2 separate regions of the Bombyx mori genome follow, and region 2 is linked to region 1. The links are chromatin contacts, called in public Hi-C maps. All regions are on one chromosome and are shown on one strand. The core of a region is the stretch at or near the end of the contact, and the rest is flanking DNA. Distances in the headings are between cores, read along the strand shown.

The links. Hi-C and Micro-C count contacts between places; a contact is called where the count stands out from the background.
Region 2: a Hi-C map of whole pupa shows a contact between it and region 1, with 1.7 times the contacts expected there. The contact joins the enhancer-like site here to the promoter of abd-A in region 1. A contact is called at or near these places in 2 of 7 Hi-C or Micro-C datasets (both in whole pupa).

What each region holds. Positions count from the first base shown.
Region 1 is chr6:6,299,817-6,305,230 of ASM3026992v2, reverse strand. abd-A (abdominal A) reads left to right here and starts at 2,322. Exons shown (of 3, transcript NM_001173337.1): 1 at 2,322-3,034. The coding sequence starts at 2,434.
Region 2 is chr6:6,413,990-6,419,403 of ASM3026992v2, reverse strand. No RefSeq gene overlaps it. Among protein-coding and RNA genes, the nearest start is that of Miriab-8, 48 kb to the right of the region's middle. Within about 2 kb of position 2,038, at least 8 of the 8 cell types and tissues checked have open chromatin away from gene starts, as enhancers often do.

The sequences.
Region 1 (5,414 bases), core at 1,073-3,572:
AGTCGGCTGTAATAAACTTGTTATGACTGCGATGGTTCCTGGCTGCAAGATGGCTGCTGTTACTGGCTTTTTAGTGCTCTGCAAATGCAAGAGTTGCGGAAATAGATGTTATATAGCTTAGATAGTGGAGTATAAAATCAGCAACTAGTGGGTCGCTTGTCGTTAGCTTATAAAAAAAGACAAAGGTAAGAATTCTGCATAACGAGTGTTTTCGGTTTACCTATAGCTGAAATTACAGATGTTGTTGTTTCGAAACTGATGTGTTTATGAATAATTACAATATTAACTCTGTACAGTACCATTATAATTCCTGTCCTATGAAAACTAATAATTTTCTCAAAATAATAGTCAAATTGTTTTTTTTAAATATCCTGTCTAATTACATAAATTTCATTTCAAAATTTGCTAGACTTTATACATCTTATGTGATTGTTAGAGTAAAATTGTATCATTGTGAAATTACTATATAAATGAAATAATCTTGACAAAAATGTTAAAATATCAAAGAGGGTGTCTAAAATTCAATAACATTAGATGAAAAGGAGGTGATGAGTGCATATTTCTACATAGTAAATTAATGGTTTGGGTGGCGGCATTTATTTGATCTACTTAGGTACACATGTATGTACCACCGCTGCCTACAGAAAACTAAATTTCTTTGGCGTTGCTTGTAAAAAAATAGTACTGCACAGATGAACTACCTCGACCCACCTGGCGCTAAAAAGCTACTGGATGGGAATATACATCATAGCGTGAATGCAGCTACGTATCTTGAGATACGATGTTGGATTTTTAATTACAGCAGCTATTTTTCCATTTCAAGCGAAACTGGCAGATTAGTGCTACCCAACATTGTGAACTAACAACGATATACCCGTTTACCACCGTTTACAATATACGATTACCACCCGTAAGCACAAAACATATCATAACGTTCTGAAAATATCACAAACCAATCTATTCCAGAGCCCTAGTATTCCAGCCACAATTGGTAGAAAATATTAGATACATCAATTTTTTTTACAAACCACAAAAGTTTGTGAATTTACTAATTGATTGGTTGGGCCTGCTTACGAAATTAGAACTCCAGCACAGTCACATCTCTTGATACGTATGCACCAGGCGTCCTAACTTTTAAGCAACGAGGAGTTAGTACATATGCAAATGACATTTGCTTGGGTAGCCTGTGACCTACCACCTACCTACTCTACGTTATTGGAAATGGGAAAACAATATATTTATATATATATTTATACATATATACCTACAGATAGTACAAAATACAGGTTGTATTAATATTAATACTGCCTGAATTTTGTGCCGTTAATTCCACAGGCATTGTGAGTAATTAATTAAATGATAATATTCAGTGATTTTCCATATAATTGCATTGTTTGCATTATATGCTGCGTGTTGCATTGTTTAATTGCGAGAACAAAAACTTAATCAATTGAATTTGTACATAATGTATGTAACATTTTTTTTAAAGTTACATAATTTAAAAATAATATTTCCTTTTGGGCCATGTATGTACTGTTCTCCTTATTTTGTAAAGTCGTTTGACTGACGGTGATTAATTACCATTAAGTGGGCAGCAAGTTCATTTATTTTTGGCAAAATTAAAAGTACATACTAACGAATAATTAGTAAATGAGCAGTACCTACATTTTAAATAGACAACAACGCCAAACTAATATTATTATATTATCTTGTATTTTCTTTTGAGAATCGCAACCTTTCCTTATCAACAACCTTATTTCTTTATGAAAAACTAAAAATATTTTTAATGACTTCAAATAAAAAATATTTAGTTTTAAATTTGTCTATGATTCGAAACTAAATAAGATACCGTGTTTTTTAATATATTTGTGTTAATATAAAACCGGTATAGGCGGAATAAAAAAAAAGATAAAAATTAAATCAATTACCTTTATATAAATTAAAGTGATTCGGCAATAATGCATAAAGCCGTTCAGTTTGACAACTGGAAGTGCCGGAATGGTTTGTGATTGGCGGTGAATGTTCTGCACCGGATCACTATTGGCGTAGACTACGTCAGCGCGGGGGAGCGCGGGGTCAGGCGCCATTACGAACAATGGCCGTCGAAATAGTCGTTAGCGAATAGCTTTTATCTCTTTCTAATATAAGCCACGCAGGTAGGAATTAATGAGACGGAGAGGGTTTCGGCGGGTACACCGCCTTCATCATTGCATCTCGCTCACACGCACGTGACCGGTTTTGCCGTCTCGAGTGGCGCGCTCGGCAGCGGTAAACGCTCGCTACGACGGGAATTCAGAGTCGTAGAGCCTCATACGCGGGTCATAAACGATCCGCGGCCATAGTAGAGGTGCACGCGCGAGAATCGATCCGAATCGCCGGCGATAAACGCATCTCCCGCGAGGCGATCGTCGCGCGCCGCGTCGCCGCCGAGCGATGAGTTCCAAGTTCATCATCGATAGCATGCTCCCAAAATACCACCAGCAATTCCACCACCAGAATTTATTTGCCGGTGCCGGAGCGTCGCCTATAGAGGCGTCGCTGTCGTCTTCGCTGTCATCGTCGCTGTCTACCTCGCTGTCTAGTTCGCTGTCTGGCGGACTGGGTGCGGCAGCGCTGGGAGCAGGCTCACCGGGTGCCGGGAGCCCGCAGAGGTCTTCATCTTCATCGTCGGCGTCGCCGGGGGCGCCGGCGAGAATGTATCCGTACGTGTCGCATCACCAGCAGTTCGGAGGCTCAGTGCCGTTCTCGGCGGGCGGGGGACTGTCAGCAGCAGATGACAAGAGTTGTCGATACCCGACCGCCGTGGGTCCTGATCCGATGGTGAATTACGCTCTGGGTCAGCACAATGGGGGCGCAGCCGTGTCTGCTGCGTCGGCGAGCATGGCAGCAGCGGCTCAGTTTTACCACCAGGCAGCAGCTTCGGCGGCCTCCGCAGCTAACGCAGCTACCGCGGACGCCATGGGGGTGGCCTGCGCTCAGCCCTCAGCACAGACGCTCCCTGAAATCCCCAGATACCCGTGGATGTCCATCACTGGTAAATGCTTTACTTCTTGACTGCATGTTCAGTTGCGGTGTTATCCTATTTATTTACCTGGAAATTTATTTCACGTATTATTTAATTAATTATTTACTTTTAACAAAAAACTCGCTAAAGCACTGTTTGTTTCATTTTTAGCATTTGTTATCAATTTATTTATGAGTATCGCTTGTTTAAGATTCAAAAACGTTCAAATGTTACTATTTAGTATTTCGCTTTTTACGACAGTTTTTCTAAGCAAATTAAACGTGTGAATTAATTACAATTAACATTAATGTGCCATAACCAATGTACCTACTTCAACTGTGAGAACGAAAAAACTTGGTTTAAATGTACCCATGATGATATTTTATATTATTTATTTATTCATTTCGTATTTTTATCTTTCTAATAAGAATAAAAAAGTAATTGAACATTCAACAATTTTTATAATAAGATATAATAATATATAAAAACGATAAAAAATTTTAGGTACTATCAAAAAAATTCGCACCTGCTAACGTATTTCAGGCCTGACGTTTACGGAAATTTAATTTAGAACAGATGACAAATGAACAATTATAATACAATTATAAAAAATCGTTTTATGGTTTTATGAAAAGGGCATTATTTCTTTTAAAATATATGCTATTTCAGCTAAAATAACGTTGATTTAAACTAGACGGCGACGGCCGACGGAGAGTAGAATTCTCTTTTAGAGATGATAAAAATCAATTAGGATTTCAAACGACAATGAATTAGTTATAAACATATTAATTAACAATAAAATAACAGCAATGTATTGAATTACATTAAAAAATATTAATAACAATAAGAATTAAATTCAATTGTTGCATAAACTTAATTTTCATTGCAATATAAAAACTGCAAAAGGAGGCCTTTGAATTAATAGCTAATAAAGTTTTGCGGCTCATTAATACTATTGATGATTGAGTGATAAAATTTTAATTAAAAAACAATAAATAAATATTATCGGTAATCATAAAATAACTAATCGTTTTTTTTTTCTTTCAAATGATTAAGCAGTTATTGAAATGAAGGAATAATATTTACCATTAATTTCATTATAATTATTCTCGTTATAGTTAAATTATATCTGGTTTGTAACTAAAATTCAGTAAGTCGGTCTCGATTTTCTCCGGCATGGTATTCAAATATAATACATAATATGTACATGCCCAATGCCACTGAACCCATTATATGGAAATTATACGATATTAAGAGTAACATAGAAAAAACGTGTTTTTATTTATCAAAATCGCAAACCGTTAACTTCTATCTAAATTGATCAGAGAATATTCAGAATGGTTATAATAACGACAGAGATGCTTTTTTATTACACTTTGTTAATGCCTACGTATTTGCGGGCCTTCTGTGAGGTCCACTTAGTACTCCAAATGGCGACCCATTACATTCTCGAATTGCCTGTGCGTTTTGCATACAATGGTACAATTATTTTTATTTGCACTTTTATTATCTAGCAATCATTCTTCCGTAGATAAAAACGCACAATCAGTCGCGCTGTTAATACTAGAATACCGTTGCGTGTACTCTAAATATAATTTAAGAAACTTAATAATTATATAATTTAACTATAAAATAAACGTAAGATCCTCATTTATGTCCTTCTTTTCGGTTTTTGCTTCGATTATAGCTCTTTGTTTTATAGTTCGAGATTCACACGAGAATGATTTTGTATTCAATCGAAAATGGCGTATCGAATGAAATTAGCAGGAGATGATAGATTTAAACATTTTGCAACTCAATTTTCGTAATATATGTTCTGGTAAATAAAATAAAAACGTTTTCATTATAATTCAACAGGTGCTTAATATAATAAAACAGCAAAGTGTGTATATGAATAATGTTGTCCGTATCACGAATTAACATTAGCAGAAGGACGGAAAATATCATAGGTAGATAAATAGGTTGCTTGATGAATATTTTCGCCGTGAAATTAAATTCGATACTCTATGGTTTTGATAAAATTAGATTGCAGTAGCTAGAAATGGAACTTTGATGGAAAGACTGAATTGATATTAAGAAACAATTTGCTTAAGCATAAATTGGAAAATAACTTTGCAAGACCATCTAATTTACTTTAATGCGGGCAAATAAACACATTAACCTTTATAGACAAAGAAGTATCTGATTATCATCTACTTTTAAAAAAATAAATTATACAAAGTTTTTAGTATAAATAAGTCATTAATAAGATTAAGAGTTTCAAATAAGACTATGGAAACGATTAATACAAGTTGAATTTCTTAAAAATCATGCCGTATTAGTATAATTAGAATGTTTCTAATGGCGTTCACATTCAAATGTTTTTTTCTAAGTCATAATTTATATAACTGCTTTAATTACGTAATGTATT
Region 2 (5,414 bases), core at 789-3,288, 110 kb before region 1:
TAAACAGTCGACGTCGCCCTAAACACAGCATTACGGACCCTCCCAATCCATTAACGATGCTTTCAGGTACCTCAAGCACTGGTCACCGTCTTCGCCGAATTCGTCGTTTGCAACGAAGGGCTCGACGACTAAATTAACCCATAGACACAGCCCACTGAGTTTCTCGTCGGATCTTCTCAATGGGTCGCGTTTCTGATTCGATGGTAGATTCTGCGAAACACTATTCTTGCTAGGGCCAGTGTTAGCAAGACTCCCGATTTGAGCCCCCTGAGTTGACCTACACGTCAAGGCAAAGCTGAAATAGCCTCTCAAGGCTATCATCATAGGTAGGAAAAAAAAAAATGCAAGATTTTTTCGATTGTAGTAATAGGTACGATTTTTGTACGTACCGCCAATAGCTGTTATTATAATTCCGAATCATCCGTCCGTAGCGGTTCTATATATCCTTAATTAGTTTTCCTAAATTAATATATCCCCTCGTTTCCAATTCGAGCATTATTTTGCACACTTAACATAAAGCTAAACAATTTTAATTTTATTTATTTTCGGTTCTAATATTGGCATATACTATTGTCGTATACTCTACAGTGAGTATGTGCTGTGGCATATCGCTAATAACTAGTGCTATTTGTTGACGTGCAAAATTTACGGCGAAAGACTTAGTAAGCTTTTAGTTGACGCCGATAATATCTCATTCATTTGTTTTTAAGTACCTAAGCCTTGTTAATAGTCGTTCGATTCTATATGTATTAGCATCTTGTTTTTGTTTCTGGATCATAAGTATCTGTTTGATACTTAAATTAGCTACCGTTCTAATACAGTTAAATCTGAGATCTATTACCGATTTGGAAAAAATCAAGCCTTGTTTGTATTCCCCGGTTTCGAAGGCCTCATAAAACTAGGTAAGTGGACGAAGTAAGCAGTTGTACATAATGTAGGTATCTTAACTACATCTTAATTACACATAATTATTTATGTGAGCTTCATATTGACCTTTATATTGAATCGATTTGAGTAAATTATTCTTCTGAAAAGGATAACACAGAAATTAACATATTTTTAAGTCACCTATCTTAATGTTTCTATTCTAATATAACGTGAAACGCTTAATCTGCCTTCCGCTCGGCGCCGACAAACATTTGTTCGTTTGAAATTCTGTCAGAGATTCACCTCATTATTTACTTTACATATTGATAGTTATGTTAATTAAATAAAGAACGATTTAGAATACATCAAATCTCTGTTTTATCGTTGTATGTTTAATTTATAACGCATTGAAACCGCTCTGGATTGAATAAATGAAGCGAAGCTCACAAAACCGCAGACTTAAAGCGCATATCAAAGCTATCGTCTTTCAGATGTCCGTTGATCACGCGGAACGTTTTCTTCACGGCTGTTTATTGAACATAAAAAAAACTACATTATAATTAATTTATTCTCAATAGATTTTATGTTCTATATTTTAAAGGCAATTTCAGTTGTATTTTGATTTCGGACTGGATGGTTGTTTTGTTAATAGTATTGGCGTTAATTTTAACGGTGTTCATAACTGCAGCCGTTTAGTCTTCCGACGGCTATAAGGTTTTTATGTATCTGAATTTTTGATTTTCCTTTTGAATTCAAGACAACAACTTTAAAATTGCTGTCAATGTGACAATGCTTAGTGATGTATTATTGTTTATGTTGTATTAGTGTTATTTTAGTGCTAGTGTGTACAGTGTTGTTTGTATATATTTGTATGTGAAAGTTTAAATCTCAGCCTACAATATTAGTTATTCATCGTAAAACATTTTGGTGTAATTCTTCTGAAATTTTATTACTGCCTTAGGGCAGAATCAGCAGATTTCTCATGAATACACGTAGTCCTACGCCATCAGCCATAACTAAAATGACTGCATACGTCAGGAATATAAAGGAGGTTCTTTATACAAACCCCGCCTGAAATCGCATGGCCGACTGTTCTTCGTACGCCTGACACGACATGATTGGTACAAAACTGTAGAAACTAGTTCATCCAGTATTCCGCCAGCCAATCAGCATCGTGTATTTTAAAAGGTCATTTAGAAGACATCTTGCACAGATCATGCATCTCGCTTATAACTCTGTAGAGAGACCGAGAAGAAAGCATTTGCGTATGTAGTTGTGCAGCTCACAGAGCTACCTTGAAGACAAAACAGATGGCGCTAATTGTCAAGTAGTTCCACTGCTTAACACTAGATGGCGATACCATAGATATAATAAATTATGAAGGAGTCAGCTGTTTCCAATGGGATTATAATGGAAAGAGGGTGTCGCTGTGTCCCAGAAAAGTAACGCATTCTCCTTTACTATTTCAGCCCTTGTTAGTTTATTGTCGTTCACAAAAATTCCAAATTATACACACGGTTATCAAATACTACGCACATATTTATTGTTAAGGTTATTTTTCAGTTTTTCCTTGGTTACTGTTTTAAATACAATACTGATTTAAAGTGAAAAATTCAATAGCACACTTATAGAAGCAGTAGCGATTTTACCGTATCAAAACACGTGGCACTGGTACAGGTTATTGTTTTATGTTGCGTGTGAACCGCCTATTAGCTCGGTAAGTCAAGCGTTCATAAAACTGTTTGTCTATTAATAACGATCTCAGAGACAGTAAACTGTGATTTATTTCCAGCATAAAATAGTTTTAATTTGGTTCTGCATAATTTCTTTGGAGTAGGAAGAAACGCTTCCTTCTTACTTGGTCAGCGAAAAACGAAAATTATATACAAAAAACTATCACCGTCGGCTTGGGATATTTAATTCCTTTTCGTACAAGCTTTCGTAATGGCGCTAAGGATACGTGGTGCACATATCTGTTGCAAAGCACTTTTGCATTTCAGATTAAAATTTAGGACAGTAGTAATACAATGGAATCTCATGTCTCCAGGTGTCTGGCAATGTATGTGATATGGTGTCTACGGATTTCCTTAAAAAAACGTAAGAATATTACTCCCCCTAAAATTTACGTTACTTTAATGAATCCTAAACATTATGTTTATTGTGCTTCTTTATAATACAACATAATATTAACATAATACTCATAAAATAATCTTATATGGCTTAATAAATACAAGATAGAGTTGTATCATGTTTAGGGCTTGAACGTAAATCATTACCTATTTGAAAAGGCATAAGTAAGGTATAAGTTCACTGGAATATCACATTTAAAATATATCATTAATAACAAAGTATTACTAATAACAACAAATAATAGATAATGAAGAAACTACCTAAAGACAAAGAATGAAAATAATGAACACAAGATTAAACTGTGTAGGTAGTTTTAATTAGTTTTAAGATTTTAGGTTTAGATAACACTGAACATTTAGTACAGTTAACTTTATCGATTCGTTACCACCGAGATTATAGTGATAGGAATAAACATCCTGTTTTTTTAGTTAAAAAACACTAATTTGAACGCCATTTTGAATATAGAGTAACAATTAAAGTACTCGTTCAATATAATTTATTACTTAATTTTAATAAAAGTTTCATTATATAAAACAAACGCTTATCATAAATGGCTCTCACAAATTCATAAATGCGTTTATATTTATTTTTTGAATAATATCAAACACGGGTGGCATTTTAAGATTTAATAAAATCATGAATTTATATTTTATTCCATAAAATATTGCATATTAAGTGCTATTATTATAAACTAGTATCTTAACAGTTTTTTTTTTATTTATTAGAAATAATTTAAAAAAAGCCTTTGGTGTAGTCACACATTAAAAATATGACAACGTATCAAATTCAACAAGGTAAATCATTTTAAAATCATTCAATAAAATCATTTTACCCTATTAAACTTGAAAAACCACATACTTTGGTCTCAGCACTTAGAAAAAAATATTGAAAGAAAGAAACAATGTATTTACCCTAATATTTACACCTAGTGAGGCTAATGGCGGTGGTAGGATGTCTTGTGACTCCGCACGGGTTACCACCACCCTGCCTATTTCTACCTTGCAGCAGTAATGCGTTTCGGCTCGAAGGGTGGGGCAGCCGTTATACTAAAATATACTATAGAACAGAGACTTAGAACTCATATCTCAAGGTAAGTGGCGGCATTAACGTTGTTGATGTTGATGAGCTCTGATAATCACTTAACACCAGGTGTGCTGTGTGCTCGTACACCCGTGTAAGCAAGAAAAAAGGAATCAAGTGTGATTTAGTAATTATTTGCCTAAAACCATAAATTCAGTGCGATGTCTTTTAGGGGCTAACTCGTTTATTCCTAAGCGCACCAAAAAAGTTTTTTAACTTTAATGTATCATAAAACCAACATTATTCATTTTAATTCATAAAATTATCTTTTAATACACGTTTTACCTTTTGGCTAATTAACCATTACTTACATTGATCAATGTTAACATTTACTTCATTATTATATTTAATTGGTAAGCGAATTAATAACGAAAAGAGGTAGACATAATTATCTATTACTATCATCATATCATTTCCAACGCTTCAAATGCTTTACAGTAGGTATTCGTGATCAAGAACGACTAATATATATTTCGTCACTGTTTCATTTTAGTAGTTATAACCTTTTAACTTTGAATAATTTTTTTTATTCAAATTTACATTCTTTTGTACAAAACTAATATTTTTTTTTTGGTTCATTCACCGACAAAAAAGTATTGTTTTCTTGTTATTCGTGTTTTTTGAAACTAGAAACTCTAGTAATCTTATTTTCAATTTCGGGCAAGTTTCTTAGGCATAATAAGGTACTCTATTTAGTACCAGGGGAGCAGCTGAGTTTCAACAAATACTTGTATTTCATATAAGTTTATAGCATTAGTTACAGTGAAGCGTGACCGAGTGTCACTTGTAATCTATGAAATATGCATTAAAAAACGGAATTTACGAACAGTATATACTTTCTCAAACGAGCGGCCAAGTAATCGATAAAACCGGTTCTCTTACCGTCTACGATCATCTCGTGGACAAAACTATGACCCCTGCTACACCGCACAAGATACAACGGTGCCACGGAAACAGAAATGTTGTTATTCAAATAAGCTTAACAGAAACACAATACGTATCATCAGTACTCGTCCGTATAGATATGATTGTAATTTACGTTGTATTTCGCTAGGGTTGGTATCTAAGGCACGTCCCACGCTAATGCGCCCACAGACCGTCGGGTGGTCCCGCCAACAATCTTGAGATTATCTCCACGTGTAAGCCACGCGTCTACATACCGCTTGTAGGTATATTCCAATGAGATATTATAGATTCATTGAAGAATTCTTCCACTAAACTGCTGATTTACGTCGTATTGTACTTACTAAGTTTTGTGTCCCATTGAATAATCAATTTAATTCTGTCACAATATAATCATAGCATTAACTAGTGAAAAATATGAATATTTCTTTGTA